Regions from separate parts of the Triticum aestivum genome. Here region 1 is linked to region 2. A link is a contact called in public Hi-C data. All regions are on one chromosome and are shown on one strand. The core of a region is the stretch at or near the end of the contact, and the rest is flanking DNA. Distances in the headings are between cores, read along the strand shown. Region 1 has its middle 110 kb from the start of LOC100049033. Region 2 holds the start of LOC100049033 (probable WRKY transcription factor 65).

Evidence for each region. A called contact is a pair of places that touch in the nucleus more often than the background predicts.
Region 1: a Hi-C map of leaf shows a contact between it and region 2, with 7 times the contacts expected there. The contact joins the enhancer-like site here to the promoter of LOC100049033 in region 2. A contact is called at or near these places in 4 of 5 Hi-C or Micro-C datasets (leaf and an unstated tissue) and 1 of 1 datasets of contacts at active chromatin or transcription factors (leaf).

What each region holds. Positions count from the first base shown.
Region 1 is chr3D:400,718,908-400,722,471 of IWGSC CS RefSeq v2.1, forward strand. No RefSeq gene overlaps it. Among protein-coding and RNA genes, the nearest start is that of LOC100049033, 110 kb to the left of the region's middle. Within about 2 kb of position 1,469, at least 5 of the 8 cell types and tissues checked have an H3K27ac peak or open chromatin away from gene starts, as enhancers often do. A contact at or near this core is called in leaf, where this site is marked.
Region 2 is chr3D:400,607,454-400,611,131 of IWGSC CS RefSeq v2.1, forward strand. LOC100049033 (probable WRKY transcription factor 65) reads right to left here and starts at 1,979. Exons shown (of 3, transcript XM_044501860.1): 1 at 1,462-1,979; 2 at 1,196-1,345; 3 at 386-1,069. The coding sequence starts at 1,607. The coding sequence ends at 520.

The DNA.
Region 1 (3,564 bases), core at 219-2,718, 110 kb after region 2:
AAGAAAGATCGCCGGACGTTGAACCGTAATCCTCTAACTCGCCAAATAGATCTAGCTAGTCCAAAGGATAAAATGATACTAAAATAAGTAGTCCATGTTAGTAACTCATAACCGAGTGACACCAAAATCCAGTGGCTAAAATGGTATTTCAGCACTAATTCTAGCGAGAGGTGAAGCACTTCTCTCTCGGCGCGGCTCTCTTCTCTCTTATTTGGGGCATGCAGTAAGTAGTTTGATTCTCTATTACGCGTATTCGTAGTACTAGTATATTGTGCGATTTAACAACTAACTACTGATTGGCTACTACTCAGCTGGCTAACCGCATGTGCCTACGCCTTAAATCGAGGATTAAAATAAGCCTGTGCGTGACCACGACTACCAAACCAAACCCTACTCAATCAAACACCACTAGAAGTTTGATTAAACAGCTCGAGGAAGCCGGCCGGCCTCACCTTATCCTCTTCCATCATCCGGGCCCTACCGATCTGGGGAGCAGGTTAAAGAATCACAGGATGGGTGTTATTTTCGCTGCTCCAAGCAAAAGGTTTCCTCCCTCCCATCGGTTTCTGCAAATACCAACGTGCCACGCCCTCGTGGGTCGTGCTAGCAATTCGATTAGAGACATGCTGTGATGCAAATCTAATTCCGAAACGTGAGCTCTCATGTGTGCGGACGATCGATTAGAGAGACGCAACGGCTAAATGCAGGCATCGTGCGCGCTTCCTGGTGCGGACCGTTGTTGCTCCGCATCTCTCGATCGATGGAATCAAGAAACGGCCGAATTGAAGAAGCGGCATCGGTTCATCAGTCGTCGACCGATCCCAGTCATCCGTGATAAAGAATCGTTGATTTGGAGGTTACATTGCCATGGATCGGGGAGTATTAATATTAATAATCAGTGCCTCTTCTTCTACTAGTACTATACTTGCATCACCAGCCCAGCTCTTGACTCCTTCTTGGCCAGGGAGATAAATATCTCGCCTTGGCCGGACGATGCATCCATTTGCATTGCGTAGTCAAACGACGAATCCTTAGATCTGAAGCCACGGACTACGTACGGTGCACACGAGAGACGTTGGGATCTCAGAAATAAGCCTGTCTGACTGACATGCCGGGTGATGCCAATTAATTAGTGGACGTGCAGCTGCTGGTCTTCTGGGTTGTTTTTCGTTTTCCTTTGAGTGGCGTTCTCCTTCCGCAAGAAAGAAGAAATAAAATGCGTGTCATACGCGTCTGCGGTCATACTGTATCCATTCAAAATATAAGAATGGTGCTCTCCTAATCACGGGGCCTTGCCTCAGCAGTCGCCACGGACATGAAATCAAAAGCAAAAGCAGATCAAGCAAAACAAAAATCCGAGGAAATGGATATCGCAAGCCAGGCATAGCAAAGTTCTGTACACACTACTGTGCTACGGACAAGGCAGAGAGGAAAGTCTGTGGATTTTTTCCGAGGAGCAGGTGGAACGGGAGGACTGATAGGCATTAGCGACAGCGCTGGCGAAGGAAGGCGACAGGCGCGGGCGGAGCTGTTATTCCGAGCGGCGCGTGCGTGGAAGCTTCGCCCGCATGCGCAGACAAGAACTGGTTTCACATCACGCGCGCGCACGCACAAGAACTGGTGGCACAGCGAGACGGCGTTACGACGCAGGCCGCAGCGCTGCAACGGGTGGAGGAAACTTCACACGGCACGGACGCGCTTCATGCCGTCGTCAGCCGCCTGGTTTTGTACCCTAGCGGCTAGCGCCTGATTTTTTTTTGCTTTTCCAGCTTCAACGAGGAATTGCATTGCATGTCGAGGATGGCCTTGTAAAAAAGTGGAATGGGATTATCCATCCGGTGTGGCCAGTTTTGAGAAGAACAAAAAGGAGTGCATGCATGCCTGTGCTGATCCAGCTGACGGCGACATGGATGCATCATTTTCTTTTCTTTACTGTTATCCTTTGACATGGCTTATTATTGCCTAGTTGGCTTTGATTTCGGCTATAAAACAGGCCTTATCCGACTCGTTCGTTCTCCGATTGCTGGCGTTATGATTGACTTTTATTTGTTGCGGCACGAAGAATATTGGGAATGCGAATGCGACCGAGGAAGAGTGATAGGGCACGACGCAAACGCCAGAACAGCTCGCGGTGTCGTGCAATCGTGTTTCGCCCGCCTGAATTTGTGTTATGTGGAGTATATCTCTCGCCTGAAAATGGAAGAAGGAAGAAACGGCGTTCAGCTCCCGACATGCTTTATTTTACTAGCTCAGGCGTTCCATTCTGTTGTGTCGATCAATTACGCTACACGTATTTTCCAAGGCTAGATTAATGTATAAGAATTCCCCGATAATTCGAAGGAGAGTGCAAGATGCAGGAGCCCAACTAACACCCAGCCACGACCGGGTGCAACTCCAAATCAAGGCTGCATACCCAGTGTCCTCAACACGAGAATGAAGAGAGCAAAAAGCCAAAGCTCTGCCATTATGTTTACAAATTTGATCAGCTGCATGCAACTTGCCACAAATTGCCTGCCAAAGAAAGATTTCGATCTTTAATGAGATACGTGAACGCCACACATCCTTAAACTTTGAGGACGGAGGTCAAGAGAGCAAGCGAAGATATAAAGACTTAACCGAGAAATTACCAGAAGAGGAATAAGGCCAAGTCATCGAATCCGAGATCTCTGAGCGAGGAGAAAATGGCAGCAAGACTGTGCCAGTCTTCCAACTCTTCATGAGATAAAGATCGTCGAAAGCCTAAATCCCAATTATTGTGAGAAAGGTCAACAATAGAGATCTCAGGATTACCACAGAAATGAAAATAAAACCGGGAAGAGAGAACACAAAGGGGTGTCTCCAACCCACCAGCCAAGCCAAAATCGTGTGGATTTGTCATCGTTGACAACAAATTTCACATGCTCGCGGAATCCATCACGCACCTTAACAAAATCATGCCAAAATTGAGAACCATCCGTAGCAGAGGAAAACAAAGGGCTCGAGAAGGGAAAGTATTTACCTTTAAGGATATCGAACGAAAGAGTACCTTTGAAAGGTTTCAGGGTCCGCCACCACCATTCGACCATCAAGCACTTATTCATAATAGAAGTGTTGATAATACCCAAGCCCCCATTATTTTTAGGTCTACAAATAATATTCCATTTAACCAATCTATACTTTTCCTTGTTGCCCTCCGTGTTCCAGTAAATGTCGTTTACATATGTCTGTGTATGATTTTCCTTTTTGCGATGATATGTGTCAGTTTGTATAATATGATGATCAACGTAGCCAGTAAAAGAGAAGACATAGGGCAAAAGGGCAGCAAGGGATCTGTTTTATCCTCATGAATTTTTCATATATTATACTCTCTTTGTAAACAAATATAAGACTTTTTAGCTCACTAAAGTGGGAGTAGATAGTAAATTTTGAACTTGGAACTTGAGAGGTCGTATAAACCTGTCCTGGAATTGGGACAGAGACAGAAAGGTAAAGCGCTTAGAAAGTAATAGGCCCTTTTTCTACAACAGAATAGTACATGCCTTTATACTGTGGTCTGCAAATACACATTATGACCCGCAAGGAAAT
Region 2 (3,678 bases), core at 729-3,228:
ATTACCGAGCCGGCCGTGGCCGGCAAGGATGGTGGCGCGGCAGGGCACGCGGATCCGCGTGGCGAGGCCGGCATGTGGCGGCCTCGTGCGCATCCCCCCAACCGCCACCATCCCGCGCCACTTGCCCAGTTCGCCGCCACTTGCCCGCCAGCCTCTGCGCCGGGCGAGGAGTGTGTGTGTGTCTATCTGCGGTGCGCTGCGCGTCACGGGTGACGAGGAGAACGCATGAAAATGCCAACCTTTCGCTGCTTTTCGGTGGAACCGGACGTGCATCGTGGCCGGAACTGCTCCCGGAGCGGCGCGGGCGGCACAGCGCAAGCACGGGCACGGCCTTGGGTACGGCGAGCGCGACGGAACCGAGGGAGTAAAATAAGCGGAAACACCCTTGAACAGCGAAATCCCTTTGATCTGATCCAGGCTATGTACTACACCTCCAAATTACTCCGGGTAAAAACTACGGCCGGAGGAAAGGAAAAGAAAGGGGGAAAACGGGATCGGAACGGGAGGGAGGCGCGACGGTCAGGAGCAGGGCGCGGTGGCCGCCAGGGCGAGCTCGCGCCGGCGGCCGAACACGATGGCGCACTCCGGGAGCTCGCCCAGCCCCGCGAAGAGCGCGTCCTCCCCCTGCAGCTCGCGCTCCCAGTCCTCCGGCGGCGGCGCCACGTCGAACGCCGGCACGTACAGCGCCGTCCGGGGCCACGTCGGGTACTGGTCGAACCACCCGAAGTCGAAGCTCTCCTCCTCCTCCTCGGCCGCCGCGGTCACCGTCGTGATCGCCGCGGGGTCGGCCAGACCGATGACAGGCTTCTGCTCATGTTCCTCCTCCTGCTCTTGCTCCGGCGCTTCAGGCCCTTGCTCGGGCTGGCACTCCACCGGCGTGCCAGGCTCGGGCTTGGGGTCCACCAGCCGCGGGGAGGACTTGTTGGGGTGGCAGCCGGTCTTGGGCGCCGGCCACGGGTGGTTGTGATCGTAGGAGTAGGTGACGAGCAGCACGGTGGGGTCGGCGCGGCTGCGCTCCACCTGCTTCCTCGCCGGGCACCCCTTGGAGCTGCTGCAGCGGTAGTACCCCCTGAACACAACACGCGACAGCAATTCACACAAATCAGACGAGCCTATACTTACTTAGTAAGTGATAATTTAATTGCCACAAATTACCAGCCTGTCCTGCAAAGCTGTATCTACGCGTAGTACTTACCGCGGGTAGGGGGATCCCTTGATGGGCTTCTGGCCGTACTTGCGCCACGCCCACGAGTCCGGCGGCGGCGGGCCCTCGCCGTTGGTCTTGGCCCGCTCGCCGCACTCGGCAATCGGCACCGACACCACCCTCTTCTCCACAGATCTCCGGCTGCAAGAAATCGGCAAACAAACATACTCAATCCTCCGTTGTTTCAAGAAGAGTAAACCAATACTAATCGAGATTCGAGTGGTTCCATGGATCGAGATGTGCATGTGTGTATGTACCTCCGCTTGGGCGGCGGCAGCGGGGACGAGGGCGAGGGTTGGTCGCGCTTGCTCTGGCCTCCGCCGGGCGACTCGGCGTCGGCGGGCGGCTGCTCGTCGACGGAGTCGGCCCGCGGCGAGTCCGTGCCCGTGCTGCAGTCCGACATCGGCGGCGCCTAGCCTAGCCTAGGTATCCACGCCCGGCCCCGGCGGAATCGGATACGGGCGGAGCTATCTAGCCTCTGGACTCGTAACAGAAGTCCCGGCCCGGCGGCTGGCTGGCTGGCTGGCTGCCCCGGATAAAAAGCTCAAAGCGAAACCAACCCCCACTTTCCGAAAGCGTATATATCTGTGGGCTGGGCTTTGGTGATGATCACTGGCTACCGCAACAGAGTGTACTATCAGGGCGAGGGGAACGGAGGAGGAGGGGGTGTAGTAGTACAGGGCCGGGTCGAGTGATGGGGGGATGGTGGAAATGGTGGCGGATGGATGGATGGATGGGTGCAGCTTTCAATGATCCGCCCCCCTACTACGTGCGCGTTTGTATATGTGCGCTGGTGGACGGACGCTTTTGTTTATGCGCACGATGTTGCCATCCACCGGGTGCAGCGCGTACTACTGTGTGGAAATGGACGTGTTGTGTGTGTGCGCGCAGCGTTTTCGCCTGTTTGTTTAGCGTTCCGCGCAGTCCCGCCTCCGGCTCCGGGTTCTGGATTGGATCGCTCTCCCTCTCACGCTGTTGCGTATGGGAGGGCAGGAGCGAGAGGAGGAGGGCGACGTCTTGGGGCGATTAAATTAGCGGAGGCTGCGATGGCGACGCCCTCCGTAACCGATCTGGCCAATCATGTCCGCGGCCTTGCCTCCCGCCCCATGTACACACATGGCGCATCTTTTCCCTTTGTTTTGTGCATGTGCGGAGCCGGAGCGAGATGATGATGATGTACTTTGCCGCCTGCTTGCCTGATCCAGCGAGCCGCCCGTGATCATGTACGTAGCAGGTGTCGGGTTCGCTAAATTCGGTACCGATCCAACTGGAGCATCAGATTCTACTTGGACGGCCAGGATACGTCGATGCACACTACCGCTCTGTGCATGTTTTTCAGTTTTTGACCCGTAGCGCAAGCGGAGTGTTCTGAGTACTGCTTGCTACATCGATCGATCATACTCCATGCGCCATGCAGTTGCTCTGGTGAACACACTATTTCGTGTCGAATCATTACAGACCCTGTAGAACTGGCTACTTTTGCAAGTACTAGCACGGCTGCAAGCGTACGCGCAAAAACCGATTACTGTCGTACGTATGCAGGCACGTAGTTGGTCGAAGGTGAATGGCGAGATCCATCCATCAGATCAGATGGTGCCAAGGTTCATCCATCCATCAATTAATGATCCATGTGAGTCGCTGGGAAACTGCACTGCGGCTACTTGTTAATTCCATCTTACACTGTCAGTACTCCACGGTATCTTTACACGGACTCTGCCTGACAGAAAAAGCTTGTTAATTTTGGCGTGGGTATTGTATTGCTGCTTTGGCAGTACATATAGCTAACTAATGCATACAGCCTGCCAAAAGAAAAATCAGAGTACAACACAAGATCGATGCAAGATAATACTACTGGGAAGTGGTCCCGGCGTTCAGCGCCATCGAGCTGGTGCTTGGGTTCCCATGCCAGCGAAATGCGTTCCCACGTGCACTTTTTTCTCTCTCTCGGCGACACTAATATGTGATTTTGACGTGCTCCAACTCAAGTCTGTTCCCTCTCGTCCATATGATGGCATCTAGATTCTAGAAGCCTTATTTTGCCGGCCTCTTCTCATTTTCAGGCTTCCCGGTCCTGACCCCGACCATACAATACTCTTTTCGTGCCTTTAACCGAAGTGTGCCCTTTTCTTGTTTCATCCGTGATCGTTCATTTTCTCGATTCCTACTAATTTGCTCCATGAAGCTTTTTCTTTTCGGGTGAAAAAATTACTCCATGCGATCCAAAAAGGAAGCCATGACACCTTTTTTTTGGATCGGAGAGAGTATTGCACGTTCGATTAAGCAAACAGAATTTTAAAAATAGTAAAAAAATCAATAAAAAAGTGGAACTCTTTTGCGACAAGTATAGTCTAGCATAATTCTCATGTTTATATTATTTGGACAAAATGAGCTATGTCGTATTTTGAGCGAAAAAACAAAAGTGCAGCTACAAAAACCGTGAACAGTAGTGTTTATATAGTGTTAATTATGTTGTA